2 separate regions of the Mus musculus genome follow, and region 2 is linked to region 1. The links are chromatin contacts, called in public HiCAR-type maps. All regions are on one chromosome and are shown on one strand. The core of a region is the stretch at or near the end of the contact, and the rest is flanking DNA. Distances in the headings are between cores, read along the strand shown. Region 1 has its middle 9.8 kb from the start of Gm34145. Region 2 has its middle 39 kb from the start of Gm34468.

The links. HiCAR-type assays count read pairs that join an accessible place to other places.
Region 2: a HiCAR-type map of PVALB interneurons shows a contact between it and region 1, with 11 times the contacts expected there. The contact joins two enhancer-like sites. A contact is called at or near these places in 5 of 39 promoter capture datasets (the C10 cell line and embryonic stem cells), 1 of 15 datasets of contacts at CTCF or cohesin (embryonic stem cells), 41 of 484 Hi-C or Micro-C datasets (the 63-12 cell line, the AtT-20 cell line, the G1E-ER4 cell line and 22 more), 18 of 115 datasets of contacts at active chromatin or transcription factors (PVALB interneurons, cardiomyocytes, differentiating embryonic stem cells and 8 more) and 2 of 9 other capture datasets (embryonic stem cells and embryonic tail).

What each region holds. Positions count from the first base shown.
Region 1 is chr5:129,295,256-129,301,187 of GRCm38.p6, forward strand. No RefSeq gene overlaps it. Among named protein-coding and RNA genes, the nearest start is that of Gm34145, 9.8 kb to the right of the region's middle. Within about 2 kb of position 2,941, at least 47 of the 459 cell types and tissues checked have an H3K27ac peak or open chromatin away from gene starts, as enhancers often do. A contact at or near this core is called in the N1E-115 cell line, PVALB interneurons, cortical neurons and 2 more, where this site is marked.
Region 2 is chr5:129,451,613-129,457,544 of GRCm38.p6, forward strand. No RefSeq gene overlaps it. Among named protein-coding and RNA genes, the nearest start is that of Gm34468, 39 kb to the right of the region's middle. Within about 2 kb of position 3,794, at least 160 of the 459 cell types and tissues checked have an H3K27ac peak or open chromatin away from gene starts, as enhancers often do. A contact at or near this core is called in the N1E-115 cell line, PVALB interneurons, cortical neurons and 2 more, where this site is marked.

The sequences.
Region 1 (5,932 bases), core at 1,691-4,190:
AAGAATATTAAATGTCAGCTCAAAAGTCTGAGTGAAGACACCTTTCAGCATGCTGGGAGAGGTTCTGTAGAGCGGGTGTGAAGCCTGCTAGTCTAGGCTGGGCCAGCATGCCTTCTGGCTAAGCTGATGTGCTCCCCAGAGCCTGAGCAAGGGATGGTGGGGCTGTGGGAGGACAGGATGCTGTCTTCTGACCAGACCCAGAAGCAGGGGGCGGTGTGTGTGTGTGTGTGTGTGTGTGTGTGTGTGTGTGTAGTGTGTAGGAACAGGTGAGGGAGGGGCACAGACTCAGATGCAGTGGGGGAGGGGAAGAACTCCAATGGAGGAGGACACAGCGTGCATACCACAGGTATCTTCCAGGTCTGGTGCTATCAGCTAGGATGGTTTAGGATTCCAGGGAGCAAGCCTGCCCAGGTTACGGATCCCAGTGTATAATTGCAACTGATCACTGTCTATGCCCTTAAGTTAGGTAAAGAAGCCATATGTCGGCAGCTGGGGAGATGGCTTAGAGGTTATGAGCACTGACTGCTCTTTCAGAGGTCCTGAGTTCAAATCCCAGCAACTGTGTTGGATTCCCAGCACCTACAGGAAGGCCCACAACTATCCGTAAGTCCAGTTCCAGGGGATCAATGACCTTTACTGACTTCTGAAGGCACCAGGCACACATGTGGTACACAGATTCCGTGCAGGCCAAACACCCATACACATTTAACAAACAAATGAATGAATAAACACATGAACTTTAGAACCCCAGACACAAACAAGCATGAACTCCCTTTAACTTTCCTCCCTCCCACTGAGGGTCTGTCTCCAATCCTTCCCCATCTACCTTTCAAGTACCCCTCACAGGAGGGTGGCGTTTAGCTCTGTAGATTATAGGAATAGCTAAGTGTTCATGGGCCAGCACGGTCATTTTCATGGGGATGACTTTGAATCACCGGGGGTGGCAGGCAGTGTGTTGTACTGTATACACAGTGTTGCTTGTTCTCTTCCACAAAACTCCACATCACACCACTCCTTATCCCAACCTCATGAACAGAGCAGAGTCTTTGATGCCATGTGGCCTAGGCGAGCTTAGCAAGCCTGAGATGATCCCAGATACCCGGAGGCCCCGAGTACCACTAAGGTGAGCAGGTACTTAGTGGAGAGATGGGAGAGAAAGAGAAACAGGGTAGCATGGGCACAATGAGAGCTGAAACTGGAGACTCAAGGGTGGTGAGCACAGCCTGATGTTTGCAGCCAGTGTCTTCACCTGAGGCTATGGTGAGGACCTGGCCTGTGCTGCCTCAGAGGATCACATCTAGATCCGTAGCTCTGCATCAGTGGGGTGTGGGTCAGGGTAGCGGGGACTGTCTGTTACCACCAAAGGCCATGCAGAAGTCTCTGGTCTGGGCTGTGGCCTGGGGCCATGTTGATAAGTGAGGGCTAGCCCCATCCCTAGCTAGGCATCGTGGGAAAGCTGGCATATAGAGTGAGCTAGCCCTGACCCGCTCTCTCCTGGACAGTATAGGAGAGCTGGCCCTGGTAGTGTATGGATGCCAGAGAGCTGGCAGGATGACCAACACAGCTACCACCCAGGCCCAGATCCAGGGCTTTGAGCTGGCCCACCTAACATCTACCCCATCTATGAAGTACTGCAGCATGTAAAGGGGCCGGACCTTCGGAACCAAAGCTGCACGCTCTGAGACGAGTCCCAGTGAGGATCCAGTACTGATAGTGTAGCAGAAGCCAGAGGCCTCAGACCAGACCAATCACTCACTGCAATGAACATTTACAAGAAAAGCTGGTGGGCAAAAGGACGTACTGTGCGACACACTGTGACACAATGCAGCTTCCATGGCAAAGGTTTTTGTCAGTTTGTCTTCTTTTGGGGGGAGGTTGCAAGGGTGGAGGGTAGATATGGAGGGAAATGCATGGGACTGGGGGGTGCATGATGTGAAATTCACTAAGAATCAATAAAAAGTTAAACAAACAAAAACCGCCAGCCAAAGCAAGTCGGGCAGTGGTGGTCCATGCCTTTAATCTCAGCACTCAGGAGGCAGAGGCAGGCGGATTTCTGAGTTCAAGGCCAGCCTGGTCTACAGAGTGAGTTCTAAGATAGCCAAGGCTACACAGAGAAACCCTGTCTTGAAAAAACCAAAAAACCAAACCAACAAATAAACAGAAACCCACCAAAGCCAAGGCTTGGAGCTAACCAGGCTATAGTCAGCATGGAGCTGGGACCCCACCAGTTTGTCCAGAGCCCTTCTAGGATAGTGATTCTCAACCTTGCTAATGCTGTGACCCTTTAATACAAACATGAATCCCCTTTTATTTTTTCTCCTGTTGTAGTGACCCCCCCCCCAAAAAAAAAAACCATAACATTATTTTGTTGCTACTTTGTAACTGTATTTTGTTGAATCCTAACAGAAATACTTTAGAGCTAGCAGCCTGCCGAGGGGTCCAGACCCACAGGTAGAGAATCACTGTTCTAGAGTCTCAGGAGTTAGGTCACTGTTGCTGGAGTCGGACAGAGAAGCAAGCTTTCTGGTCCATTACAGCTGTCCTCCGAGGCAGCATCCACAGGGTTTCCTGGAGGAGACCAAGTCGGTCCCTCTCCCACGAGTTGTGAGACACTGGCCTTATCTCTGCTCTCTGGCAGGAAGTTGAACAGCTTCCATCCTATTAATTACTAGGACAAAACCCAGAATCAAAAAACAAAACAAAAACAAACCAACACCAAAAAAGAAAAACCCATCTTGGATTTCAAGCTTTCGTTTTCTCTGAACACAGTTTAACTTCGTTTCCCTCCAGAATTAGAAATCCCATTACCAGCGCTTGCTCTGCTGTAAATGGCTAATTGCTGCCTCTCATTAATTAGCGAGAGGCCTGTGGCTGTGTCTCAGCCTCACAGCAGGAGGGGCAGTCACTCAGAAAATGAGGCTTGGGTGATGAAAATAGGCTGGCTGGCACACTGGGGGAGCCCGTGGGGAGAACATCTCAAGGGGACGAAATCCCAGCTGAGCAGGGACACAGAGACAGCACTCACTCTCTTCCCCTGAGGCCACCAGTGAGGGGCTCTGCACTCTGCTTGCTGGCTTGGTCTTCCCTGGGGACCCCCTAAGCTGGCCCAGGCCTGAAAGCTGGGGTGATACCTTGGGTGCTGGGTGGTGGTAGTCTCACTCATGTGTAGGTGGAGGGCTGGCCTCAGCCTTTGCACATTCAATCCCCTACTTGTCCCACTAACTGCCTATCAGGAGCTCCTGGATATTCTCCCATAGTTCAGATGGGAAAACTGAGGCCTACCAGAGAGGAAGACTGGATCAGCTGCTCCCCAACCGCAGTAGGGAAAGATTTGAACTCAGGCTGCTGGGACAGAACCTGCTGCCTGGCTTGGCTGTGCTCCCTCCTAGCAAATGGCTCCTGTCCTTCCAGATCCCCCCCCCCCCCCCCCCCAGATCTAGGCCCTTGACTGATCCTTACCAGGTTGTCGCTCACAAACAGCCCCTCAACAGAGAGGTCTGAGTCATCACCATGGTCACTCTGTGCGTACTGGGTGTCTTTGTGGAGTGTGAAAGCTACCCAGTTCCCTTCTGGGAACCAGCATTCTGAGGGCAGCATTCCTGCCAGAGGTTGCTGCCAGGGGGAGGGAGGGGGAAGAAGGAGGAGGAAGAGGAGGAGGGTGTTTAGGGCAAGGGCGAACTAGCCCCTACCCGACCCCTACTGGTAAGCAATAAGGTCCACTTCCACCCCAACATCCACCCCCAGTCAATCTGCTCCCAGGCTTTTTAGCAGGAAGATTCTTGGCCAGTGCTGAGCTTTCGCCCCAGCCTCCCTCACAGCAGGACCCCTGCCCCACCTCCTGTCCAGAGAACTGTGACCCTTTCCACTCTGTGGGCGGGGCTAGAACCAGACCTTCAGTGACCTCTGAAGAGCCTCACCGCAGCTGGCCGACCTTTATCCCCAAACCTTGCTGGGTGGAACCCTCAGCTAGTGGGAGGCTGTTCCCCTCACAGAGTGGCCTTGTCTCTCTCTCTCTGAAGGCTTTTCACATCTCTGTCCTCCCCCAGATGGTCCCGCTGTGGGGACGGTGTGTCCTCTGACCCCTGGTTCCCCCTTCTCTGGACAAGCAACAGGGGGCACAAGGGTTGCCAGTCTCTGCTTTCTATAACTGTCGGTTTTGTTTGTGATGTCCTTTCCCATCCAGCCCCTGCTGTAGGCAGGGATGAGTCACCAAAATCAGAGAAGGAATTGGTCAGTGAGGATGCGGAGCCACTCGCCAGCTTGAGGAGGCATCCACAATGCATTCCCTCCTCTTGACCTGTCCACACCCTGCTCAGAGTGACTCTCCCTACTTCCTGTCTGTCTCCCTACTCCACCCCCACACACTGTACATGTGAAATTTAAATAGCCCTGAGATGCAGGCATCTGGCCCACCAGGATGCTGAAATCCAGAGTCCCCAGTGGCTGAGACTTTAATACCAAGCCAACATGCCCTTCCTAGAGGGGGATAAAGCAACAGGGACCTACCCTACCTCTCTCTGCCCCAACTAAGCTCACCATAGCATGTGGGTTGCCTTAGTAACAGATGGATGGAACACATTCTAAACATTTGGAAATATTTTATAAGCCAAGACTTTGAGTTGCAAGTGGCTGAAGCCAGGGGGAGAGGGAGGGGAGAGGGGGAGGGGAGAGGGGGAGGGGAGAGGGAGGGGGAGAGGGAGGGGGAGGGGGAGGGGGAGGGGAGAGGGGGAGGGGAGAGGGAGGGGGAGAGGGACAGGGAGAGAGACTTAATCCCAGTTTTGAGAGAGAACCTTGAGTTGAACCCAGTGGAGTGTGCAGAGAGCTATTGGCATGGAGGAATAGCTTCCAATAGTCTTACCCTTCCTGTCAGGATCTCCTCACTATTCTCCCATAGTTCAGATGGGAAAAACTGAGGCCCAGAGAGAAAGACAGGATCAGTTGCTCCCCAACTGCAGTGGAGAAAGATTTGAACTCAGGCTGCTGGGACAGAACCTGCTGCCTGGCCTGGCTGTGCTGCCTCTTTGGGCTCCTGTCCTTCCAGATCCCCAGATCCTTCCTGCCAAGTTCCTCGGCTGGTAGAACAGTTGCTTCAATGGACCCAATTACTCAGGGTCCTCTTCATGCCTCCTGAGGCAGGATGCTACGGAAACTGATACAGGTAGCGTGACAGGGCCCAGGAGCCATTGAACGTATCTGTCACTTAACAGGGAGGGGATAATATAGCCACAAAGAGGACAGGGACAATCCGATAGAGGGGAAGACACTGGCCACAGGAGGAGCTGTAAGAGTCAGGGATGGATGCGGAGCACCGCCACCTTAGACAGCACAATGACTCAGCACCGTGAAGAGCTGATGCCAGCAACTAGGTGACCTAGATGGAGCCAGAGGGTGCTAGAAACAAATACACACTGGAGCCAGAGCTGACTCAGGAAGAAGCAGAAAACCCAAACAGCTGTAGAAGACCCAGACACAATAATAATAGTAATGGAGTATAAGAAGTACTTGGCAGAACACAGAGCAAGCGTGGCCTCATTTGTGGCCTCATGGGCAAGGTGACTGAAAAGGGGCATGGTTCCCTTGGAAAACCGGTTGGCAGCTCTCTGGTTAGACACAGAATCACCAGAGAATCTAGGAGTGTTGTCGCTAAGTCCAACGAGTGCTCCAATTGACAGCCATTTTCAATTTGAATGTTCATAGTGACACTCATGATAACAACAACAAGATAAAAGCCATGAATCACACAGACATCCAGTGGTCTGTGATAGACGAAGAGTGGCCATCCATACGACAGAATAGCTCACACCTAAAACCGGAGAGAAAGCAACGACCTGGGTGACAGTGTGGATGGACCGGCGGAGTATCGCTCTGAGAGGGAACAGCAAAACGGATACCAAGGGACTGGTGTCATTACTTGAGGTTGACACAGCTGTGG
Region 2 (5,932 bases), core at 2,544-5,043, 160 kb after region 1:
AACAAATGCTTCATATCCAATGTTTACTGCCTTGGTTTAATTTCTGTGTTGTTTCTATGGAAATACAAGATTGCGTGTAATTTGTTGATTCTTTAAGCCTCATTTTGGATGCTCTTTCAAGTGTCTAACTTGCCTTTGATGTTTGCTTTGTACAGGGCCCAGGTTGCCAGTGCTTAACCATGTATATATTGGAACAGGGTCTCACTGTGTTGCCCTAGCTGGCCTGTGACTTGCTACGGATATCAAGCCAGGCTCAAACCGTCTGCCTCTGTCTCCCTGAGTGCTGTGATTAAAGGTGTTGGTAGTGGTGCACCATTATGCCCAGCAAGAATTTTTGTTCGTTTGTGTCTTGGTTGGTTGATCACTTGCTTGCTTTTTTTTTTTTTTCACTAAATCTCATTCAACTTAGGCTGCCTTTGGACTCCAGATCCTCCTGACTCTACCTTCCAAATACTACAGGTCTGTGCCATCATATCCAAGAAACTTCGTTAAGACAACTTCTTATCATAATTGGTATGGAGGTTTTAAGATTTATTTATTTATTTATTTATTTATTTATTTATTTATTTATGTTATATGTGTGCACATGCGAATGCATGCACATATATGCAGCAAAGGCCAAAGGAGGGTGTCAGATTCACTGGATCAGGAGTTACAGGCAGTTGTGAGCTGCCTGGTGTGGGTGCTGGAAATGGAACTCTGGAAGAGCAACAAAGTACTCTTAACTACTGAGATATCTCTCTCCATCTTTTCTTTGCTTTTTGGGGGAGGGTTGTTTTACATTTGTTTATTTCGTTTTTGTAGTGTGTGTGTGTGTGTGTGTGTGTGTGTGTGTGTGTGTGTGTATCATAGAGGTCAGAGAACATCTTGTGATAGCAGATCCTCTCCTTTCACCTTGTGGCTCTCCAGATCCAACTCAGGTCACCCAACTTCATGGCAAACACCTCTAAAAGCACTGAGCTATCTCTCAGACCTGATAAGGAGGTTTTGTATAGGTACTTTCTGCTTGCAGAACTTTTAGGAGATTCCCCACAGGACAAGGTGGGTTTGGTCTGGACACAGTCTGTGGGTGTTTGGAGAGAACAGAATGTCTGTTCAGGAGACAGCCTCCACATGGAAGCCGGAGAGTCCCAGCTGTCACTCAGCCTACAGAAATCAGTTCAGTGTCAGTGAACAAGGTCAGGATCAGAGGGCTAGTCATCAGAGAAACTCGGGGAACCAAACCAGCTTTCATCCCTTTTAGCAGGGCTGGCATGCCATTAATCCATCTGAAAACTGATGTGTGCTCTGCCCCCTCAAAGAGACGAAGCTGGGGTCAAATAGGGGGGTAGCTCAAGAAGGGTACTCTGGAATCCTCCCCCATAGTCAGGGAGTGCTTGAGGGAGGGTGCATCTGAGACTTTACAGCCTGGGCTCTGCAGTCCATGCCTCCTCAGGCAAGCAGCTGGTTAAACTATTTAAGATAATGGGAGGTCCCGATTCCTCATCCCAAGGAGCCTTTCTAACATAGCAGGGGGAAAGGTCCTTTTCTGACCTAACACACCGCACAGGTCTTGTCTAGCCCTGGGTCTCAATAAGAGACCTTTTCCTGCTTCATCCTCCCCGGAGAACTCTCTCCTCCTGATCCATCATCCCAGCAGCAACCTTCTGCTGATCTATCACCCCGGTGGAGTCCCCTGCTAATTCATCATGCCAGCGCGTGATGACCCTCCTGTGATCCATTACCTTAGCAAGTCCTTCTTATGATCCATCATGCCAGTAGAACCCTCTTGTGATCCCTCACGGCAGCAGAACCCTCTTGTGATTTATCATGCCAGCAGAACCCGCTGCTGATCCATCATCCAAGTAGGGTCTTGCCTTAGAGTTTCTATTGCTGTGAAGAGACACCATGACTAGAGAAGCTCTTACAAAGAAAAACATTTAATTGGGGCTGGCTTACTGTTTCAGAGGTTTAGTTTATTATCATCATGGCAGGAAGCATGGCAGTATCCAGGCAGACCTGGTGCTGGAGAAGGAGCTGAGAGTTCTACATCTTGGTCAGCAGGCAGCAAAAGGAGACTGTGTATCATATTGGGAGTAGCTTGAGCATAGGAGACCTCAAAGCCCACCCCCACAGTGACACACTTCATCCAACAAGGCCATACCTCCTAATAGTGCCACTCCCTATGGGCCAAGCATTCAAACATGAGTCTATGGAGGCCTTCTAACCCCCACGGGCCTTCTAATTCCATATCCCTGTATGTGCTGATCCAAATCCTAGCAGGAAGCCCTTTTTCCTCCTTCCTGAGTGTCTCTGATGCTGAAAGTGGCTGGGTCCCTTGGTCTCAGGCCTTCTTGCACTTTAGACCCTGACTACCTCAGCACTTGTCCACCTGGACCTCTGTCACATGGTCCACATCTCTTCACTGAACAGGAGTCCTACCTGATCAAAGCTCCAATTATAGTCCTGGGACACACACTACTGAACTACACTGGAGTGAGCCTTGGGGGCTATTTAGATCATGGGCAATCCTTCATTTCCACTCCAATCTCATGCTGATATTACTGGGGTTCTACCCATCTTGTTCCTTCTGCACTGGGAAGAACCCATCCCCCAACCCCTGCCAGCTGCCTGGGTCTTGAGTTATGACACTTTTAATTAAATTACTTTGCCAGAGGCTCTTCACTCAAAAAGCAATCGTTCTAATTGCTCATTTTGAGATCTGATCTGTTACTTCCTTGACAGAGAGGCCTGTGGCTATGACGTTGGCAGAAATTAAATGTCTACATCTATATATCCTATCTGTACCCACAGGTGCATGCACACGTGCGCGTGCGCACGCGTGCACACACACACACAGAGAGAGAGAAAGTTTAAAGGGACTTTTCCTATCTACCTGCCACAAACCTCCAAGAAACCACACCTCTCTGGCTGTGAGCAGTCTCTCGTTCTTCCATAGGAAGCTGCCATGAGACATCTCAACACTGTGCTGCACAGCTTCTGGAGGGGAAAGACCCACCCCAAACTCATGGAGCAGTCCTCTATAGAGATTGTGATCCCTGCAGCGTGGACACCTCTCTACCTACCCTTGTGTGTGTTCCTCAAGGTTCTTTGAGAAGGACCCAGACCGTGAGGCTGGTTCCAGGTATACCCTGACCTAGGGTAGGAAGCAGTTCGGCAGCCAGAACTAGGACCGTACCAATTTCACCTGTGCAAATCTTGTCTCTGCAGTGACATGCTGTGTCACTTTGGCATGTGCCAAATCCCTCTGGGCCACAGTTTTCCTATCTGCGTGCTAGGCAGTTGATCCCACAGTGAGACCAGCAGGCTGCAGTGTGCTGTAAGGAGCTGTAAGCATGCCCGTGCCATCTGTCCAGCACGCAGGCCTGCCCTCATCCCCACTGTCTCTGTCCAGGTCTTTGCCAGCATGTGACCAGGCTGACCTCACTGTGAGTGGAAGAGTGGATGCAGCTGCACTGTGGCTTCCATGGGCCTGAGGTCCGTGAGCGCTTTCGTGAGTTCTTCCTCCATAAAACAGTTCTCAAATGACAGCTTGTGGCTGGTGAGAACAGGAATCAATCAATGTTATATTTTTTAGAATGCTTCCTTTGGCCCAAGAGCTCATTTTTCTTCCAATTTGAAGAGAAACTAAAACGCTTTAGTCATCCCCAAGTCTTCAGTCAGCCTGGACACACTCCAGGAAGATCTGCATCCAGCTGGCACCTGCCTGCTAAGACTCTTTCCTGCGGCTTCGAAAAGAAACCCAGAACAGATTGCAACCGGACACTTAGGTCATGTGGCCGTCACTTTAGCCAATGCCAGGAACGTGGGCTGGAATATGCTGATTAGTGGGCGTGGTTTGCTCTTCCCTTGATGGTTGTAGCCCTATTCCTTTCCTAGAATCAAGTGCCCTGAGCAAGGGCACCCCAGCCCCAAGCAAAAAAACAAAGCTTGCAGACAGCAGGTGAATGCCAGACAAGGCAGCTAGAGACCACAGGACGTGATTGGGATCCACAGCCCAGGGACTCTTTTTGATGGCTTGCAAAGCTAACTCTCTAGGGATGGGGCAAAGTCCAGGCTGACACACAGACATCCGCATCTCAGTGTGGGGTTGTCCCCAGCAGTGCCTACAGCCTCAGCAGGGACTATTGTGGTCCACCCCAGAGCAAGAATCTACTCCACAGTGGTGCTGTGTCTTCAGGGCATGTGGACACTGGGTCCCTTTGGTTCTGGGAGAAGGAGGAGGAGGAGGAGGAGGAGGAGGAGGAGGAGGAGGAGGAGGAGGAGGAGGAGGAGGAGGAGGAGGAGGAAATAGAAACAGAGACAGAGGCTTTGTGCTATGGGCTGGACCTCTCCTTCCTGGCTACAGCTAGAGCCTGAACCCTCTCTGGGAGAGAGATGATTGGACTTCCAGATGGAAGAGCCCCCAAGAGGGCATCCCTACTTGCTACTGGGCAGTGCCCTTGTGTGATTGAACACTGCAGGCTTAACTCAGCAATGGAGCCTCTATGAGCACCCAGTAGCTGCTTCTGAGCGCACATAGGCATGTCCTTGGTGCTTGGAGTGGTACACACACAGCTCTTGGGATGCTTATGAGACATCATCCCAGATTCCAGAAACCATATCCAGGTGTCCCCAGAGCTCTGAGCATGTGAGAGCATGTATGGACACACACTCACTCTTCACACACACACAATGCTGTGCACACACTCAGTTTCCCTAGCTATGCGACACACCACATAGTTTGCTTTCTTAGGCTAATACATGACTTCACTTGAGTCTTCTCTCTCAGAGGGAGGGACGGAGGGACGGATGGATGTCAGAGCTCATAAGTCCCTTCCCACCTGCCCTGGATAGAAGAGACCAGTGGTCAGTGGAGAGAAGGAGGTCATAGTTGTACTGTCAGGGGCAGAGGAAGATGGTCTAAACATGAAAGGCCTTCAGAGAGCCATACAAGGCTGCCTTGTATAGGGAGTAGCCCCTCCCAAGCTGGGGTTTCCACACAAGATGGTATACGGATAAAGGTCAACCAGCTGCAATATGTGGCTTTGGGGTGGGGGTGGGGGTGTCACACAGGTCTTTTTCTAGCTTCACCCACAAACGGGAAGGGGGGCAGACACCAGGCTACAATGTGGGCAGGGTTGGGATTACTCAGGTCTATTTCTAGCTCCAGCCCACGAGCCACTGAATGAGACAGTTTGCGGAATGAGGCATTAGACCCCTGCAGCTGTGACCTAAGAGCAAAAGCCACCATTCTCAGAATGGGAGGGAGGCCAAGGGCCCAGTTATAAGGGAGAAAGGGGCTGAGGCTTCTTTCTGCACTGGCAAAGAGGCTCCCCCTAGGGACCAGAGGGAAGGAACTACCTTCTGCACCTTCCAGCGCTCCCAGTTGCTATGCAGAGCATCCCATCTTCCTCAGAGCATCGCGTCCTCCTTGCCAAGTGCTCACTTTCCTCATAACCACCCCCAATCCTTTCCCTACTGTGGCCCTGCTGCTAAGGTCGAAGTCTTACCAGACAGCCCTGAGCTCGGTGCAAAATGGCAGACTCCCTTTGCCAGTGGGACTTCCTCTTCTCTGAGGGATCCAGAAGCCCACCTGAGGAGTGTCACCTGAGATCCTGCACCTGAGAACCCTGGAATGCTTCCCCATGCTAATGAGGCATTTCAGAACCTCAAGCCTTCAGCCAATGACCTTTGCCTGCCCTGGATAGTCTCACCCCTTTCCCCAAAACTATATAACCCTTGAATCACCCCGAATAAAGGGTATGCATACAAGTCCACTCCAAATAAAGAAATAAGCTCAAGCTAAGATCATCTCAGAGAGCTGTTTCATTGAAGATTGCCAGAGAAGGCTTTCTCCTAGAAGAGCTGTAATACTAAGATCCTCAGAGAAGTCCTTCTGCCCCTTGGCCCCCACATTCATTCCCAGCCAGACCGGGATCCTGCAGGACTC